2 separate regions of the Sus scrofa genome follow, and region 1 is linked to region 2. Evidence: chromatin contacts called from public Hi-C data. All regions are on one chromosome and are shown on one strand. The core of a region is the stretch at or near the end of the contact, and the rest is flanking DNA. Distances in the headings are between cores, read along the strand shown. Region 1 holds the start of SLC48A1 (heme transporter HRG1). Region 2 holds the start of RPAP3 (RNA polymerase II-associated protein 3).

Evidence for each region. Hi-C and Micro-C count contacts between places; a contact is called where the count stands out from the background.
Region 1: a Hi-C map of heart right ventricle shows a contact between it and region 2, with 2.0 times the contacts expected there. The contact joins the promoter of SLC48A1 here to the promoter of RPAP3 in region 2. A contact is called at or near these places in 14 of 47 Hi-C or Micro-C datasets (alveolar macrophages, blood, embryonic fibroblasts and 8 more) and 2 of 2 datasets of contacts at active chromatin or transcription factors (alveolar macrophages and skeletal muscle).

The regions. Positions count from the first base shown.
Region 1 is chr5:78,138,986-78,142,641 of Sscrofa11.1, forward strand. It overlaps SLC48A1 (heme transporter HRG1), which reads left to right and starts at 2,235. Exons shown (of 3, transcript XM_021092605.1): 1 at 2,235-2,513. The coding sequence starts at 2,378.
Region 2 is chr5:78,064,287-78,068,085 of Sscrofa11.1, forward strand. RPAP3 (RNA polymerase II-associated protein 3) reads right to left here and starts at 1,966. Exons shown (of 18, transcript XM_021092589.1): 1 at 1,876-1,966. It overlaps LOC110260775 (a long non-coding RNA gene), which reads left to right and starts at 1,148. Exons shown (of 3, transcript XR_002344182.1): 1 at 1,148-2,071.

The sequences.
Region 1 (3,656 bases), core at 985-3,484, 75 kb after region 2:
CCAATATTCAAACTTAATAAGACAGGAGTGAAGTATGGGGAGTCTTTTGTTACTGTTGCTGTTTTTCATCAGAGTTCCCAGGGCCAGGGGTCAGATCCGAGCCGCATAGTCACTACCCAAGCCGCAGCTGCGGCAAGTAACCCGGTGTTCTGGGCTGGGTATTGAACCTGAGTCCCAGCGCTCCCAAGACGCCGCCCATCCTGTTTCACCACAGCGGGAACTCCTGGGGGTCTTTTTATTTTTATTTATTTATTTATTTTTTACATTAAGCAGCTCCCCACATTATTCTGAAGTGAGGCAAATGTGGTTTACATCACGTATTGGACAATTAATCATGCCCTGCCTAGATTTCTTGTGTATGATTCCTTTTATTGCTATTTAATTCTTACCTTCCTTCACGCACATTCATCTGTGCCACAGGTTTATTAAGGGGTTCCTATGTGCCTGGAATGCTTCTGTGTGTTGGTATGAATAAAAGAGGCCCATTTAGAGTTCCCGTTGTGGCTCCTCGGGTTAAGAACATGACATAGTGTCCGTGAGGATGCAGATTCCATCCCTGGCCTTGCTTAGCAGGTTGCAGATGTGGCTCGGATCTGGTGTTGCTGTGGCCGTGGCGCAGGCCGGCAGCGGCAGCTCGGATTAGATCCCTGGCCCAGGAACTTCCCTATGCTGCAGTGCGGCCCTAAAAAGAAAAATTTTTAAATAAAAATAAATAAATAAATATATAAATAAATAAAAGAGGCACAGTCGCTCTTCGTGGAGATTACATTCCAGGGGGATGTGGTAGCAGAATAATGGCGCCCCAAGATGTCAATGTCCTGATCCCCAGAATTTGTGAATATGTTTCCCTTTACATGGCAAAAGAGATTTTGCAGATGTGATTACGGTGGGGAAATTATTTTGGATTATCAAGGTTTTTAATCACAAGGGTCCTTACAAGGGAAAAGAAGGAGGCAGCAGAGTTCGCAAGCGTGAAGGAGATGTAATAACAGAAGCAAACAGGAGTTCCCGTCGTGGCACAGTGGTTAACGAATCCGACTAGGAACCATAAGGTTGCGGGTTCGGTCCCTGCCCTTGCTCAGTGGGTTAAGGATCTGGCGTTGCCGTGAGCTGTGGTGTAGGTTGCAGACGTGGCTCGGATCCAGCGTTGCTGTGGCTGTGGTGTAGGCCAGTGGCTACAGCTCCCATTCAACCCCTAGCCTGGGAACCTCCATATGCCGCGGGATCGGCCCAAGAAATAGCAACAACAAAAAGACAAAAAAAAAAAAAAAAAGAAGCAAACAGAAGCAGAGGTCGGAGGGATGTGATTGCGGGCCTTAAAGATGAAGAAAGACATTCAGGAGTTAAGGGATGTTGGTGGCTCTAGAAGCCGGAAAAGGCAAGGAAACAGATTTTCCCCTTGTGCCTCCAAAAGGAAGACCCATCTCCCCTTGATTTTAGCCTACTGATTTCCATTTTTGGACACCTGACTTATAGAACTGTAAGATAATAAATGTGCTCTTTGGAGCCACCAGATCTGTAGTAATGTGTTACAGATGCAAAAGGAAATAAACACAAGAGGTACTGGCTACTTATTTTGAGCCTCCTCTAGATAAGCTTGAGGCCTGTGTGTTTTGTTTTGTTTTGAATTTCCCAGCTGGCTCCCAGGGTGAGGCTGGGCCCTCAGTGGGAGCTCAGGGTACAACTGCTATAGATTCGTTACTACCCTAGAATTGTATGACTCTGATGGGAGGGATACTTGGTAGACTGGGGGTGGGCGATGGACTTGGGAAGGTGAAAGGAGAGGGGAGCTGCCCGTGAGAGTGGGATGTTGGAGGTTAGAAGGTGATGGCCAGGGGTTCCATGAGAAGACTCTTCGGAGAATCGCTTCACGCTGGAAGCGGGCACTTGATGGATAGAGGCGGCAGGACTCATACTCACTGCGTACGTTCATATTCCTTAATTTTCATATATTGACTTTTTAACAAGAAATTTACCTCGGAAAACTTCGGCGAGAACGTGCCTCCTATTGAGAGAGAAACGTTCAAAGGAGGCACTGCAGTTGGTTTGTAGAAACGCCGAGGCCCAAATATCCTGATCTGGGAGCTCAGAGGACGAGCCCCGGAACCTGCCTTCCTCGGCGGCATCCCCAAACCTTCAGGGGCCTGAGGACGCAAGGCCACGGCCCGGACGCGCTGGCGGCTGTGGTTCCGGGCGCGGACGGCCTCCGGCCGCGGAGGGCGCTGTGCGGGCCGCGAGGGGGGCGGGCCGGGGGCGGAGCGCGGGCGGCGCGCGGCTCCGGCTGGGCTCCCGGCTCCCGGCTCCCGGCTCCCGCTCCGGGCCCTGCACCTGTGACCATCGGCGGCGCTCGCTCTCCGCGCCCGGCGCCCGCGGCCCCATGGCCCCCTCCCGCCTGCAGCTCGGCCTCCGCGCCGCCTACTCCGGCCTCAGCTCCGTGGCCGGCTTCTCCATCTTCCTCGTCTGGACGGTGGTCTACAAACAGCCGGGGACCGCGGCCATGGGGGGGCTCGCAGGTACCCCTTGGGCGCGGGGGACGCCGGCTCCCGGCTCCGGCGGCTCGGGCGCGCGGCTGCGGGGAGGCGCGGGCGGGTGCTCCGAGAAGCCCCTCGCGGGCGGCGCTTCCCCCGGGAGCGGGTGGGGTGTTTACCCAAAACGGGCCGTGGGCAGCGCAGGCCCCGGGCGGGCCCGGACTCCTGGGCATCTTCCGGAGACCTCGGAGACCCGAGGCCCCGGGCGCAGAGGTGCGGTCTCTGCCGTTGGCACCAGCCCCGCCGCCCCTGGGTTAGCCGGACCGCCCTCCACCCGGGGTCCGATGACAGCGTCCTTCCTGCGCGCCGGCTCTTCTTGCCACCCTTTTCGCGCGACCAGGTGTAAAGATCTCTCACACACACACAAACACACACTTGCTCTGGGGGATCCCTGCCCCTCAAGCGCCCCTGCCCCGAGGACTAGGTGAGGGCTGAGAAGCTGCTAAGTGGAAAGGAGGGCTGGGGGGGTTCCCGGAGAAGCCCACCTCCCTCCTTCCAGGGTGGAGCCCACCCCCAGCAGAGTCCTCAGCGGACGCAGCCCGAGGACTGCGCTAGGGATCTGATGGAAACTGGACATTGTCTTCAGACAACAGTGGTGTCTCTTTGCCACCGTTCTGCTGCGGTCCTGGGCCAAGATCTGCTACACCCGGCCAACAAAGCTTTCTGTGCCTCAAGAAGGGCAGGGGAGGCATGTCCTGGAGTTAAGAATGTCAGTGCGCTGGTGGAGGTCCCAGGCTCAGCAACACACTGCTTGCTCGCTGTGCACCTTTGGGTGTGTTATTAACCCTCTCTGTGTGAAGGCAAAACGTTATTTCTACCTGCTAACGTATTTTTAAAAATGCTTTCTATGTGTCAGGCACTAGGTTACGCAAACGGCTTCCACCTTCTCTTTTAACCCTTACATGAGGCCTATGAAATAGGCATTCTTATTGTGTCCATTTTACAGGTAAGGCATAAACTGAGGCTTAGTGTAAATAAACAGCTTCCCCAGAGTTAGGGTGCTACATCAAATAAGTGTGGGAAAAGCACTCTGGGAAAGAAATGCATGTAAAGATAATACTTTGAAGGAGGCTCTCTTATTCCATAACGAAACTCCTCTGCCAAAAGAGCCCTACACGGACTAACTAA
Region 2 (3,799 bases), core at 716-3,215:
GGAAACCAAATCCTCCAAAACACAGATGATACTGAGATTTTCAGAAATCAAAGAAAAACATTATTCTGCATTTCATTTGCCGTTTGAGAAAATACAGTTGGGTATTTCACCAGTATGTTATACAGTGAAATAATTAAAAGGTCTTAAAAAAGAAGCTACAATTGTGGGATTTGGACATGTTTAACTACTGTGACAAAGGGGGTAGGGGGGACAGGAGAACACTAACATTTAGGGAACAAACCAAGGAAGACAGGCCAACCCAGTAAAAACTAAGCAGTGGCATCTAGAGAGCTGGGAAGAAAACTTGGAATACTGTCACAGAAGAGAATTTTCAAAAAGATACTTAACAATGCCAAATACCGCAGAGATCATACAGGAGAAATAATGTACGTTAAATTTGTTTAGTCATATAAAGATTACACAGTTTTTTGGTTTGTTTTTTGTCTTTTTAGAGCCACATCCAAGGCATGTGGAAGTTCCCAGGCTAGGGGTCTAATTGGAGCTGCAGCGGCCTGCCTACGCCATAGCCACAGAAACTTGTGACCCAAACTGCATCTCCGACCTACACCACAGCTCATAGCCAACGCCATATCCCCCACCCACTGATTGTGGCCAGGGATGAAACCCACATCCCCATGGATACTAGTCGGGTTCATTACCACTGAGCCACAACAGGAACTCCCGATTACATACAGTTTTAATGGAATTTTTTTAGGAACAGAGATAAAATGAGCTGAGTAAATAAGACATAACGGAGATCAGCATAATTTTGCCTTTCATAACCTAAAATTGCTCAGGAGTATGGGTGGAGGGGGGCAGTGAGAAACAGGGTAAAAGAAGATACAGGAGGGGACAGGTGGGGAGGCGGGGAACGGACTGGGGGTCTGGGACTGGCATATGCACACCGAGGTATACAGAACCATGGACCAACAGGAACCTGCTGTACAGTGCAGAGAACTCTACAGAGTATACTGTGATAATCTATGTGGGAAAAGAATCAGAGAATGGATATGTGTGCATGTATCACTGGCTCACTTTGAAGTACGGCAGAAACTATCACAGCCTCGTAACTTAACTATATTTCAAAAAACTAAAAAAAAAAAAAAAAAAAAAAAAGATATAGGAAAGGGGATGAGTGATGGGGCAAGGTGCCCAAAAAGTGCAGTAGGTTTGGAGGGAAAGATAGAGGAGACTAGAAAAATGATTCTTCTTGGAGGAAAAGATGTTTGCAACGACAGATAAGACCCCTAGTCATGGCCCAGAAACTAAAGTTTAAGCTTCTTTCAGGCAGTGCCCATATTTGATCATATATGTACATCTCATGAAAAAAATAAAACTAGAACAATGCTTTGCGGGGGGGGCTCAAAAAACGTGAATAAAAGCGTAACAAGGCATTGAGTTACTGTAGGAAGTAGAAAGCTTTTCCATTTCACCCATCACCTCTCTGCTCCCACAGAACCTGTATCCAGGCACGCAACCAGAAACTTCCAGCGCCTGGAGGTATCACTTTCTACTCTACATCCGAGCGAGCATTGCACACCCCCGCCGAAAGGGGGCGGGCCCCACAGAGGTCTCGGGAGGGTGGGTCTGCGGCCCTGACCACCACAAACCGACCAATGCCCGCGGCACCCAGGGTGGAGAGACCCCCAGCAAAGCTGACCGTCTAGGGACTGGCCTCCCGAACTCGCTCCCCAGTGCGCCGCTACCCTGGACACCGCCACGCCGCCCCAACGCGGTGCCCCCGCCGCCCGCCCTGGCCTTCTCGGTCTCTCCCGGTACCCACAGCAGCAAACCCTCCTCCTGCGGGGAGACCCCAGAAGCCTCCTTGCTGCCGTAGCTCCCTCGCAAAAAGTGACAACCGTAAAGCTGGCTCACCTCACCAGGCCACTACCGGCCCCACAACCGCCGCGCCCGACTCTCAGCTACTCACGCCGGCCCCGCCTTCCTGAGCTATCCCACAAGTCCTCGCGTGGCCTCGCCCCGCCCCCTGGAGCCAGGACGGAGCGTGCGCAGAAGATCAGGTGCGCTGAGCCCTCCTCCTCTGGGTGGAATCAGCCTAGAGGATTGACAGGTGTGTTAAAGCAAAATCTGACTCTGCCTGCTTCCAGCTTCACAGTAGGTACTCCAAAAACTGCAGGATCATCCTGGCCTGTTCTGATTCCCCACATAATAATAACTTGAATAATGCTTTGGATCGCTCCCACTGTTATCCCTAATATTTGCCTTGCTGGTTTGTAACCGTATTTTATCACTTTTGTGCATATGAAAATCACGTGGGGGAATTCCCGTCGTGGCTCAGCGGAAACGAATCTGTCTAGGATCCATGAGGATGCAGGTTCAATCCCTGGGCTCGCTCAGTGGGTTAAGTATCTGGCGTTGCCGTGAGCTGTGGTGTAGGCCAGTGGCTACAGCACCGATTCAACCCCTAGCTTGGGAACCTCCATGTGCCATGGGTGAGGCCCTAAAAAAAAAAAAAAAAGAAAGAAAAGAAAAAGAAAATCATGTGGGAAAGTTACTGTTTCTCTACCATGAACAGGCTATGGTAACTATACTAATTTTGCAGGGTTTTTTTTAATCTTTAAGTACTTGTATTTGGCAAATCTGTTCTTCAGTCTGACTACCTTGCACTTTTGCAAGTAAATTCCTTCCTTTTCTAAGTATCTATCTCTGAATCTTTCTTGGACGTGTGTCAGTATTAAGACCTATCTTTTGATGTGCCCTAGCCACTAAGTGAAAAGAACATGAAGCTTTTAACATTATGTGCTTCTGCTTCCTGTGTGAGTGAACTTTCATTTTCATGGCAAGTCTAAAACTGTAAAACAGGAGTTCCAGTCGTGGCTCAGTGGTTTATGAACCCGGCTAGTATCCATGAGGACGCAGGTTCAATTCCTGGCCTCAGTGGGTTAAGGATCCTGCGTTGCCTGAGCTTAGGCGTAGGTCACAGACGTGGCTCAGATCCCACATTGCTGTGGCTACAGCTCTGATTAGACCCCTAGCCTGGGAACTTGTATATGCCACAGATGCAGCCCTGAAAGGCAAAAAAAAAAAAAAAAAGTATAAAACAAAATAAAATTGTAAAACAAAAATAATTTTAAAAGCCCGTGAAAACAGACAGAAACAAATAAACCTTTCCATCTGAAATAGCCCTATAATTTTTTCTTTTTAGCTTTTTTTTAGGGCTGTTCCTGCGGCATATGGAGATTTCCAGGCTAAGGGTCGAATCTGAGCTACAGCTGCCAGCCTACGCCACAGCTCACTGCAACGCCAGATCCTTAACCCACTGAGCAATGCCAGGGATCGAACCTGCAACCTCATGGTTCCTAGACAGATTCGCTAACCACTATGCCTCAACGGGAACTCCTAATGTGGTAATGTTTCCATTTCCTTTTCATCTGTATATGTTTTTATATTTAAAGTGGGTTTCTTGTTACAACATATAATTGGGTCTTATTTTTGTTTTTGTTTCATTTTGCTTTTTAGGGCCGCGCCCACAGCATATGGAAGTTCCCAGTCTAGGAGTTGAATTGGAGCTACAGCTGCTGGCCTACACCACAGCCATAGCAACATCAGATCAAAGCTGCATGTGCAACCTACACCACAGCTCTTGGCAATGTGGGATTCCTGACCCACTGGGCAAGGCCAGGGATGGAACCCACATCCTCACAGATGCTAGTCGCATTTGTTTTCAATGCACCACAACAGGAACTCTTGGATCTTGTGTTTTAATTTACTCTGAGAGTCTCTAACTTTGATTGGTACATGAAGAACATTGACATTTAAAGTGATTACTGATATAGTT